Regions from separate parts of the Sus scrofa genome. Here regions 1, 2 and 4 are each linked to region 3. Evidence: chromatin contacts called from public HiChIP or PLAC-seq data. All regions are on one chromosome and are shown on one strand. The core of a region is the stretch at or near the end of the contact, and the rest is flanking DNA. Distances in the headings are between cores, read along the strand shown. Region 1 overlaps LOC102164131 (a long non-coding RNA gene). Region 2 has its middle 55 kb from the start of HES1. Region 3 overlaps LOC110256390 (a long non-coding RNA gene). Region 4 has its middle 73 kb from the start of HES1.

The links. HiChIP or PLAC-seq counts read pairs in DNA pulled down with a chosen protein or histone mark.
Region 1: an H3K27ac HiChIP or PLAC-seq map of skeletal muscle shows a contact between it and region 3. The contact joins two enhancer-like sites.
Region 2: an H3K27ac HiChIP or PLAC-seq map of skeletal muscle shows a contact between it and region 3. The contact joins two enhancer-like sites. A contact is called at or near these places in 1 of 5 promoter capture datasets (liver), 1 of 47 Hi-C or Micro-C datasets (skeletal muscle) and 1 of 2 datasets of contacts at active chromatin or transcription factors (skeletal muscle).
Region 4: an H3K27ac HiChIP or PLAC-seq map of skeletal muscle shows a contact between it and region 3. The contact joins two enhancer-like sites. A contact is called at or near these places in 1 of 5 promoter capture datasets (liver), 5 of 47 Hi-C or Micro-C datasets (embryonic fibroblasts, fibroblasts, psoas muscle and 2 more) and 1 of 2 datasets of contacts at active chromatin or transcription factors (skeletal muscle).

Annotation. Positions count from the first base shown.
Region 1 is chr13:131,098,198-131,101,108 of Sscrofa11.1, forward strand. It overlaps LOC102164131 (a long non-coding RNA gene), which reads right to left. Exons shown (of 8, transcript XR_002337825.1): 7 at 2,439-2,548; 8 at 1-2,308. Among named protein-coding and RNA genes, the nearest start is that of HES1, 36 kb to the right of the region's middle. Within about 2 kb of position 1,389, at least 27 of the 83 cell types and tissues checked have an H3K27ac peak or open chromatin away from gene starts, as enhancers often do. A contact at or near this core is called in skeletal muscle, where this site is marked.
Region 2 is chr13:131,079,233-131,082,120 of Sscrofa11.1, forward strand. No RefSeq gene overlaps it. Among named protein-coding and RNA genes, the nearest start is that of HES1, 55 kb to the right of the region's middle. Within about 2 kb of position 1,564, at least 7 of the 83 cell types and tissues checked have an H3K27ac peak or open chromatin away from gene starts, as enhancers often do. A contact at or near this core is called in skeletal muscle, where this site is marked.
Region 3 is chr13:131,259,374-131,262,073 of Sscrofa11.1, forward strand. The region is part of intron 1 of LOC110256390 (a long non-coding RNA gene); the gene reads right to left. Among named protein-coding and RNA genes, the nearest start is that of CPN2, 77 kb to the right of the region's middle. Within about 2 kb of position 1,333, at least 46 of the 83 cell types and tissues checked have an H3K27ac peak or open chromatin away from gene starts, as enhancers often do. A contact at or near this core is called in skeletal muscle, where this site is marked.
Region 4 is chr13:131,061,396-131,064,095 of Sscrofa11.1, forward strand. No RefSeq gene overlaps it. Among named protein-coding and RNA genes, the nearest start is that of HES1, 73 kb to the right of the region's middle. Within about 2 kb of position 1,411, at least 3 of the 83 cell types and tissues checked have an H3K27ac peak or open chromatin away from gene starts, as enhancers often do. A contact at or near this core is called in skeletal muscle, where this site is marked.

The DNA.
Region 1 (2,911 bases), core at 139-2,638, 160 kb before region 3:
TTGGGGTTATTTGTTACCACAGCATTACCTAACTTATCCTGACTAATAATGAGACCCAAAGGGTGTAGGATTCAGTACAGCTCTGATACACAGTAAGTATTTGATAAATATTTCACAGTGGAAGAATCCACAGATGTCTGAATAAACGACCAAATGAATGAATGAGTAAATACTTCCAGATGGATAGTGCTTTCTCTAAGGAAGTTACTGACATTTCTCCTGGTTCGTTCACGGTGAGCGTAAATGCCTTATGCAGATGCCACTGGTGTCCAGGTTACTGCCTAGGCAATAGGAAAAGGCTGCCCTTTATGATGTTTTTTCCTGCCTACAACGTCTGCCCCCGCAGTAATGTCTCTGGACACTACTCTGCCACCTCTAACTGGGGGTGATGGGAATTAGGGTCCTCAGTTCAGGCATCTTTGCCAGGGGAGATCCTACCTGGAGACTCCCAGAAAAGTAACTCTTGATACCCCCTTAAGCTTCCTTGCCACCCACAAGTCACACTCATCTGGGAGAAGAGCCTGAAAGAAGGAGCAGATGGAACTCACGGCTGCTGTTCTCTCATCCTGGAAACGGAGAAGCCTCTGCAGGGGGCGGCTGAACACAACCAGGACTGATGGACCCAGAGGAGGATACACAGATCCCAACCCAGATGGGGCTGAGAACCGACATGGGTGCCCTGTGTCAAGGTCACAGGGCTTCCCAAGCGTCCCAAGTACTTCCTCAACCAGTATCTGCTCTGGTCCAGGGAGCAACCTGACGACATTGCCAAGATTGGAGTGTTGTTTTCACTTCACCGAAAAGGAAACGAAGGCTCAGAGCAGGGAAATGAATGTTTCAGGACACCCCATAGCATCTAGAGGATGCAGATTCGGTCATCGATGGCAGGAACTTGCTTAGAATTTTCCCCCTGACGGGGAGGCTGAGAGCCCTTTTGATTTCTTCCTGTCACTTTAAGAGCATCCTTTATCCTCCTGCTGATTCCTACTGCTCGATAAAGAAGGCATATGGCATGTTCACCCAAAAAGTCCTTAAATACTGCTCCCCACAGCTATAAAAAAATACAAGAGCGAGCGAGTGAGAGAAAGAGAGAGAGAGAAAGGAAATGCAACCCCGGAAACTAAGCCAGCCCCCAGGAGACTGGGGAACATTCTTCTGACGCACGGTACTCCTGGCCCCACTGAAAAGGGAGGCGTGTGTGCCAGAGGCAGCAGAACCAATGCACCAGCTGTGAGAGCGCCGCACTTTTAACTGGATTCAAGGCCACAGCAAGAACCTGGCAAGGATCAAGTCCAAAAGGCAACGCGACCGGGGCTAGGAAAACAAAGGCCAGGTCAGGTGGAGGGAGGGTGGGTGCTGAGAATAGGTCCAGGAAACCTGAGGGCACTGGGGCTCCCTCTTCGGTGGTGTTTGTGTGGGTCTGAGGACAGGCGTGGCGGCCACAGGGGCCCCGCAGGGTGGGGCGTTCCTGGCTGCAGTTTCCTTTCCTGGCTGATGAAGGGTTGACGCGAGTTCCTTTGCTCGCCTCAGCTCTGACATTGAAATGGTCTTGTGAACTGAAAGCCTTCGGAGTTTCCATTTCTAGACCCCTGAGGGCTGGGCCACTTGCAGGTTCCGAGTCAGCCAGCCCGCCCGCACGGCAGCTGTCACTGCGCTGTGTCCTTCGGTCCTCAAGACCCAGCAAGGAGGGCAGGTCACTTGAGAAGGACTGGAGGGGGACATTGAGGCGTGAAGCGGTGAAGTTCCTTTCCTTGGCATCACAGTTCATCAGTGGAGGAGCCCAGATTGGAATCCAGCGCAACCTGGCTGCTACTCTCAGGGTATTTCTGCATCACGCTCTTTCCAATTTATAATGAAGCTCCACCAAGAGCAACACCCACCCTGGAGTCACAGCTTTTACACGTTGGCCACCTACATCCACAGACAACTAAAACAGGGCCAGCGAAAAGGAAAGAGCCTCTCTTGCTGTTAAGAGAATAAACACTAATACCAAGGGCAGAGGTACAGAAAGCCTTTTGCCCCAATGTCCTTGCCAGAGACAGATAACACTTATTTGCAAGTTTAGTTAAATATTTACTCGAGACCTACGGGCGCTGTCCCAAACAAGCAAGACAAAGTCCTTGCCTTTGGCTTCTTAGCTCTGCAAATGGAGTCTGAACATCCCCTGGGCCTCTCTCCTCCCAGTCTGAGGAGCCCTGCCCAGGGGCCCTTCCCCTCCCCATCACGGGGCTGCAGTCAGGCCTGGTGTATACGCACGGGGTAAGCTGGTTCGAGCTCAGCCCTCAGGTCAAGCTGAAAGTCTGCTGGCCTGCAAGAGAACATAGAGCCCATGCCAAGCCGGCCTCTGCACACGCCACCCGGCGTCCCCACATGCTCACTCCTGGTCTCACTGGTGTGACCAGGCAGAGCCCAGAGACCCATACCTTCTGCTTCATTACCTGGGGAGCCGCTTCTCCCAGATGTATCACTGGGCCTCGGTGGTGTCTGGACCTCTGTCTTCTGCGCGCTGGCCAAGAGCCATGCCTCCCTGAGCCTGTGTCCTCTGTGGCTGTGGACACAGTGGGGTGGCAGTGGGGAGAGCATGGTAGTGAGAGATGTCAGTGGTGCTGGTGGAGGGGTTGGGCCATTTCCTAAACATGCTGACAACTCAATCCTCAGTCACCATAAGTGCCAACTTGCCTTTCCAACTGGGTCGTAAAAATAAATGACAGATCTAGAAACCTACTACCCTTCCTTAAGGAAATCCCCACTACTCAGTGTTATGTTAAACTCTTAGGATATAGGACCTCAGTGTTGGCAACAAACCTCACCCACCAGAGTAGATGAGGAATAAAAAGAAAAACAAACAAATAAAAAAAACACCCCAAAACCCGGTGTCTTCCCCTGAGGCAACTGACAGCGTAGGCAGGAT
Region 2 (2,888 bases), core at 314-2,813, 180 kb before region 3:
ATGAAGTCATGAGAGTAAGGCCCCTGTGATAGGATTTGTGTCCTTATAAGAGGAGGAGACCAGAGCCTCCTCTCTCTCTACCATGTGAGCAAGAAGGTGGCAGCCTGGAAACTAGCAAGAGGGTTCTCACCAGACACGAATCAGCTGGCTCTTTGATAGTGGACTTCTCAGCCTTCAGAACTATGAGATATAAATGGTTATCATTTAAGCCACCTGGCCTATGGCATTTTGTTATGGCAGCCAGATCCAACTAAAATAGGGTCTTTAGAAAAAGCAGCTTTTGATGTCAGTTTTTTTTTCACATGGACTCATTAAAAATAAACACAAAGGATGGGGTGGACGGAGAGTTTGGGGTTAGTAGATGCAAATGATTACATTTAGAATGGATAAGCAATGAGGTCGTGCTGTATGGCACAGGGAATCACATCCAATCTCTTGGGATAGATGATGATGGAAGGCAATACAAGAAAAGGAAACTATGTATGTATGTGTGACTGGGTCACTTTGCTGTACAGCAGAAATCGGCACAACATTGTCAATCAAATATACTTTCATTAAAAATAAATAAATAGGTGGGAGTTCCCATCGTGGCTCAGCAGTAACGAATCCGACTCAGATCCATGAGGACACAGGTTTGATAGCTGGTCTTGCTCAGTGGGTCAAGGATCCAGCATTGCTATGAGCTGCAGTGCAGGTCACAGACTTGGCTCAGATCCCGCGTTGCCGTGGCTGTGGTGTAGGCCAGCAGCTGCAACTCTGATTCAACCCCCAGCCTGGGAACCTCCATATGCCTCAAGGGCAGCCCTAAAAAGAAAATAAATAAATAAACAAAAAAAGACAAAGGCAACCAAACCAAAAGACATTTTCCCAGGCATCTCCCATGGAGACTGTGGAGCCAAAAAAGCCATTCCCTGCTCTGAAGAGGACCAGTGGCAGAAATGAACCAAGTACGGAAATAATTATGATCGAGGGCATAAAGTGACTGGTGTATTTTTGCGGGACACACACTTGGAGACCGCGGAGGAAGGAGGGCTGGATTGTGGCTAAAATTGGAGGGAGGGGAGGCAGAAGGGGAGAGCTGCAGGGAGAAAGTGGCATCTGAGGAATGAGGTAGCCGTGCTTGCACAGAAAGGAGACTGGGATGACAGCAAAAAGCTGAGGCTACAAGACAGGAAGTGAGAGGAGGGGGAGGGAGCTTTCAGGGACTCACGACTGGTCTAGCCTTTTCTGCAGCAGTGCTTGCCAATGAAGCTGGAAAGAAACTCCGCGCTGGCTGCAGCAGGGATGATCAGGGGTCTCTGGCCCCTGCGGCTCCTTGGAGCTCAGGTTTAAAAGCATAAGGGACTGGGACATGTCATATTCCTAGCTTCCAGGCTCACCTCTCCTGAAATGGATCCCCCCCCACTTCAAGCCCCACCCGTTGCACAAGGAGTGAGGGTGGACAGCTGAACAACCAGTGTGGCCTCCCGAGTGGCCGTGGGAAGGGGTGGCCTATCTGCTCCCTCTCACTTGCTTCCGCCCACTGTGAAATCCGCATCAGCTGGAGGTCCCCAAGAGATCCGTTTCCATCTGTTCTGGGAATGGCTGTTGGGAAAGCCTCAGGATCAGAGAGCACAGCTCAGCCTATAGGAGGTGTGACAGGGCAGCCTGGGGTGGGGGTTGGGAAGGAGCCCACTGCAAAGGCATGTTCAGCCAGCCCCGGGAACAGCTGCCCGGCCATGGGGCCACAAGGCTTCCAGCTTCCCAGCCGCTCTCAAATCACCCATTTTTGTAGCCCAGTTGCTAATGATGTAATTAAGTTCATCAGAAAGCCATCTGTTCTGGTTTTCATACAGTGGGCATGCTCTGAGGGAAGCCGACCAGAGTCAGGGGACTTGAGCGACTAAATGAGCAGGGCCCTTGATGTCCCCAAGGGCCTGGCAACTCCCCCTCAACCCCAGACTTCATCTGTCTTTAATTAGACCGGGAAGCATCCTCAGCCAAGACCCCAAGACAGACTTGCAAGTCCCAGGGCTCCCTACCACCTGCTAGCCCTGGCCTGCATGAGCTCCACGCAGCTCTGGGAGACTGGACAGGGCGTACCCTCTTGAGCAAGTGTGAGAGGAGCAGCTGTTCCATTCAAGCGTATTGTCTTAGCAGTTCCCTCCAAAAGCAGAGCTGGAAACAAAGGTCTCCATCAGGTATTCATTTGGGTAATGGTCCCTCCTGGAGGCAGGAGGGAGGTTCTGTTGCAGGGGGAGCAGGGAAGAAGGGAGAGCCTCGCCAAGGATGCATGACTGTGGCAGCATGCACTTGGGGACCCAGCGCTCCAATCCTTGGAAACTCCCAAAGGGCTTTATGAAAAGCATCTCAGAACTGCTCACCCAAGGGTCGAAAGGGGGAAGCATTTACCTGTAGGTTCCTGTCTTTATCAGTCAAGGGTGGGCCCATGCAGTTCCAGGATGCACATTGGTTAGTGTCCTTGCCACACAGCAGAAGCCTGAGGAAGTGAGAGGTACGTGAGATGGCCTCAGGGTGGGGTGCGCCCCAAGCACCCCCATAAAGCTGCTTAAAGCCTATGCACACATAGGTTCTGTGCCATGGCTGCTGGCAGAGGGCCTGAGGAGGAGACAGTCTCTGGAACGCCTTGGAAGGCTGTGTCTGCTTCTACCATGTCTGTCCTAAGTCCGAAGTACCAGCTAAACCTGCTTGAGGCCTGCCCCTCGCTAAGATGCTGTATTAGATTTTTATTGCTGCTGTAAGGAATCCCCACAGACATAGTATCTTCAAACAACACAAATGTATCATCTGATGGCACTAGAGCTCCAAAGTCCAAAATGGGTCTCAATGGGCTAAAATCAAGGGGTTGGCCAGGCTGTTTCCTTTCCTAGGAGCTCTAGAAGAGAATC
Region 3 (2,700 bases), core at 83-2,582:
TTGCTCTGAGCTGTGGTGTAGGTGGCAGACTCAGCTCAGATCCTGCATTGCTGTGGCTGTGGCGTAGGGCGGCAGCTGATGCCAAGGAGAGTGACTAAAGCAACGGGCAGGCTTTACCCAGGAGGAGGTTTTCAAAACAGGCTTTGACAAAATGATGAGATGTTAGCAGCCCACGCCAGCCAGAGTGCTCACACACCCCTTCCCAGCCCCCTTCCCCCAACTTCCACCCTCCCTCCCACCCCCATGCGCCTGTGCTTGAATGCATACAGTCCAGAATAAGGTAGGAGACAGAGAAACAGTTGTGCACGTGGAGAGTCATCATCCAAGTTCTCTTTCTGGAGCATCACAAGTCATGGCAGTGTTTCTGGCTCTGCCGTTGCTGAGCTGCAGGACCTTGAACAAATTTACTCGCCTCCTGGTCCTCACCAGCCTATCAGCTTGTGCAAGGCAGATGTGTGTGTGTGGGGGGGTGGAAATCTCTGAGTGACTGGTCAAAAATTTAAGCACTCTGTCCTGCTGTATAGCACTGGAACTGTATCTACTCACTTATGATGGAGCATGATGGAGGATAACATAAGAAAAAGAATGTATATATGCATGTGTGACTGGATCACTTTGCCGTACAGTGGAAAATCAACAGAACACTATAAACCACTATAAACCACTATAATGGAAAAAATAAATATCATTTTAAAGAAAATTTAGGCGCTCTGCAAATCCTGGGGGTCTTTCAGATGGTTGTATGCACACAGACTGCCTTGAAGATAATCACACGTAGCGCTTGGAAACAAAACTCTTAGCCCTGAACGCAAAGTTGCCTTTGTCCCCAGCGGACCACATTCTATTTTCTATCAATTCCCTCACAATGCAGCTTGGTAGGTTATAAAAGAGCCTCTCCTTGAGAGGAGTCATTTTCATGCTGGGAACATGCAGACACCCCGCCCCGGGAGATGACAGTGTGTTTTCCCGGAGGTGGAGGCAGCCTGCAGATTGGATCTGATCTGAGTTTATGCCGGAGGTCTGAACCCAAGGGAACACATTTGTGTCTGGAAGCGGGTCTTTGCAGAGCCTCAGCCAGCTGGCTCAGCTCTGCTAGACGCTGTGTTCCCTGCTCCCTCACCCTTCCTCCAGGAAGCACCTCTTCTGGCCCAGCCTCGATGATGCTTTTCCGTTCACGCCCTTCAACCCACATCCCCGGCTGGCCGAGGGGGAGCCCGCCCGTGCTGTCAGTGCCGCCCGCGGCACCTGGCTCGCCTCCCTCCACGCTTGGCCAAAGCCTCAGACGCAGAAGAAACCAGAGCTGGCTCAGCTGGCCAGCGCCCGGGCTTCCTGTCCAAGTGTTTGCGGCCGGGCTTCCTGCTGACGGAAGGGCAGCGCTCCTCTGACATCCCAAGCGGTGGCTCCCAGGGCCCCGGCCGCCGAGCACATCCAGCTGGCACCCGGCGCAGGAGCCATGGCTGCGCTCCGTGCAGCTGTCAGATGACATTCACAGGGACGCTGGGGTCAGGCCTGGAGAGCTATAAAGGGGATTCCTTTGGGGAGGGAGGAAGCTGTGAATCAGACCAGAAACCCGGGAGCTCAGGCTTGTCCTGGGCAGGCGGCCAGACCACGCCTCGCAGGCCCCCCCCTCTGACAGACCCCCTTGCTTCATGTGGGCCCACCTCCCTGCCACCTGCGCTCTTTCCCAGTGAGAGCCTCCAGCACATGGCTTCCCTCCGCCCCAGGTGGACTGGGAACGGGGCCACGCACCCAGATGATAGCCCACCCGGGCTCTGACCCCATGCCCTTGAGGAATTTAGCTTCACGGAGAATCAGCTTCCCCTTCACAAGTGGAAACTGGAGAGTGAGAATATTTTCAGAGTGTTCCATGTTTATTTTCCCACGTTTCAAGGGCGGCGACATAGGAAACGGGGTCAGACTTGTTCTCTCTAGCTCCAGAGGTCAGGACAAGCATTCTACGGAGGCAGAATTCAGTTTAAATAGGGGAAAATGAAACCCCCGAACAGGCCATCCCCTAAGTAGTGAGCACCCTGTTGCTAGACTTTAAGCTCTGCGAGGGTCGCTGTCTGTCTTCATTCCTGCCAGAGGACCAAACCAGCACGGTGCCTGCCTAAGAGTAAAGGCTCCAAATCTTTGTGGAAGAGAGGAGTGAAGGCGGATAGAAAAAACAGGGAGGGGTCTTCCCACTGCCTCTCAATAGTAACGAACCTGACTAGGAACCATGAGGCTGCGGGTTCGATCCCTAGCCTTGCTCAGCGGGTTAAGGATCCGGCATTGCCGTGAGCTGTGGTATAGGTCACAGATGCAGCTTGGATCCCACGTTGCTATGGCTCTGGTGTAGGCCGGCAGCTGCAGCTTCGATTTGACCCTTAACCTGGGAACGTCCCTGTGCCATGGTGCAGCCCTAAAAAGAAAAAAAAAAAAAAAAAAAAAAAAACCCAGGAGGGAAAGAGAGGTGGAAAGAAGGAAGAAGAGAGAAAAAGACGAAAGGAGAAAAAGGGGAAAGGATCATCTTCGAGAAGATTCCTCCTTTAGGAGAGAGTTTGGACAAGCTGACTGCAATTGTCTTTTGGACTCAATGATTACAAGACAAGGATTTTAAGCACCCACTCCAAGGGGACACATCAACTCCAAAACCAGGCCGAGCAATTCTCTTGTGACACTGTGTTCATAGGCACAGGCCTTGCCACCCGAGCACTC
Region 4 (2,700 bases), core at 161-2,660, 200 kb before region 3:
TGGCTGTGGCTGCCTGTAAATTTTCCCAGGCCCCTGGGCTCTACCTGTGGATCTCATACCCCAGTAGAGTTTGGAGCTGCCCTTAGTTGGGGCGTGGCCTTCCCAGTTGTCTGTGAGGCCTGGACACTGGAGGCCACACCTCCTTTCCCCTCTGCCTCCCTGTGCCCCTAGCGCAGGGCCGCGGGTATAGCATGGCTGAACTTGGCCTGACAAAGGAAGCCTTACACTTGGACAGGGAGGCCTGGACCACGACCCATTGTGACCACTGACTAGCTATTGACCTTGGAAAGTTAACTTTTTTGTCTGGACAATAGAATCCCCATGCATACAGTGAAGCGGGTGAGCTACACATTCTTTGAGGCTTGTCTCTAATACTCTATGATTATGTGATTTCTAGCAAATGCCCTCTCTCTCTCTCTCTCTCTCTCTCTCTCTCTCTCTCTCTCTCTCTCTCTCTCTCAACACACCCAGGGGCATACATGCATCCTACCTCCCATCTCACTTCTCCCTTTCCTAGATGACTCAGACACACAACATGAAACACACATCTCTCCAGATGAATGCTCCTCAGCCTGACATTTGATCTTAACAATATCAACATGACATCGTCCCCAGCGCCCATGGAATACACAGCTCAGCACCACGTGTCCAATTCTTTCCAGGTTCCAGAACAGTTTCGCCCAGGATCCCACAGAATTCCATAAAAACCTGTTCCTTTGCCCCATCTCACAGAAGAGGGTTTGAAAGCCATCACATCACTAGCTAGTAAGTCGTCTCCCCTCCACGGAAGCCGCTGCTCCCTTCCCAGGGGCGCCAGGCACAGTAGAGCATCCTTCTTCTCTGTGTGGGAGGGAGAGGGAGGCAGGAAGGGAGCGGTTGAGGTTCAAAAAAAGAGAAGAGAAAGCAGAAGAGATGGGGAAAGAGGAAGGGAGAGAAGAGGGTAGCTACCTTCCTGATACTGGGGGAAAGCCCTCCCACCTCAACCTGCCCTCAGCTCATGGCGCCTCGCGCCTCCTAGGATCTGGAAGCCAAGGGTTTTTCTTCCCACCCTCTGCCACTTCCCTGCCCTCCCCTGGTCTCTCTCCACTCTTAGGCTGCCCTAAAAAGAATGTCCACTGCAACCTCCCTCCAGCTGTTTGTTTGATCTTTTTAAAAGTCTCTCGCTTATCAGTGGCATATGCTCCAACTAAAAAATAGACCTTGGGCATTCAGGATGGGAAAGAGTATTGAATGGCAACAGCCAGCCTTGTGCCAAGGGTGTGGGCAGCCCCTGGATACCTCTGATGACCAGATGTCCTGGATTTGCCTGGATGGTCCTAATTTAAAACATTCTAGCCTCTTGTCCCTGCGAGTGCTTTCACACTTGTCAGACCATGTGTCCTATTTGGGGTTTGGAAAATATAGTTACCAGATGGATATCTGATATCCAAGCATCAAACTGGCCCAGTGTGAGCATCACGGGGGTGGAAAGAGGACAAGCATTGGAGCCAGATGGATCTGGGGTCAACCAGCTCAGCCACTTACTATCTATGTGGCTTTAGGCAGTTTTTATTTTCTAAGCCCTGGTTTCTTCATTGAGAGAATAAGTAGTTTGCCTATAAGTCAGCCCCGTGGACTTTGACTTAAAAAAACTACTGCTCATAGATACTTAATATCTCCCAGATGTTTCTGCCTTTCTGTCTGTACTGTCATATTGTTTGGATTTGGGTCAAATCTGGTGTGTTTCTATTTAAAGCATTAGCATAAATGCATGGTTCAGAGTGTCATCTTTGTTTGGGGGGGGGCATGCCCACAGCATGTGGAAGTTTCCCAGGCCAGGGATTGAACTCGAGCTACAGCAGTGACAATGCCAGATCCTTAACCTGCTGAGCTGCCAAGGAACTCTCAGAGTGCCATCTTAAACAGCAAGGATAACAGCAACCAAAATATCCCAAAAGATATAAAATGCCCTTCTTTCTGCCTCTTCATCCATTCCAAATCTTCCTCATTCCTTAAAAGCCCATTCAACAGAGTCGAATGTCTCTAACAGTTTCTCACAGGTTGATCTTTCCCCAGCCACTTCGGAGCATGGGGAGGCTGATCTAGATCCCTGCTGGAGGCTGCAGCTGCTTTTGCTTCTGCTCTCACCTCCCTCTAACTCACCTGTCACAAGCCCAGCACGTGGACCTTCTTTGAGCCCCTCTCCCCACCTGGTACCCAGGGGCCAAGGCGGACAATGACAGGTGGGTCCACTGTAGAGCTGGCCAAGTGCTATAGCTGATCCCCAAGTCCCACGAACCTACTGTTGGCCTTAGCCTGGTCACTTGACCTTTCTTGGCCTCAGTGCCCTCATCTGAAAACTAGGATTAGGTTTCCTATATCTGATGCCCTTGAGATACACTTTCAAAGCCTGACTGTTGCCCTGTCATTGAACAAGGCTCTCCTCCTTCATTCCCAAGCCTCCCTCAGCTCTTATTTCCAGGCACTTCAAGCATAAATTCAGCATTTAAAAAAAAAAACCTCCAACACCTGGCATTCAGAAGCTTGCCGAATCTGGCCATATTCCAAGCTTCTCAAACCTATTTTCCACTCGGCACACACTTTTGGTTCCAGCCACGCCAGGTTCCTCAAGGCCTGCTCGTGCCTGCCTCCACCTCTGCCCAGCCGATTCCCTTCATCAGGTATGCCCCCTGCCCACGTAGTCAAGGAGGTCTCCACTTC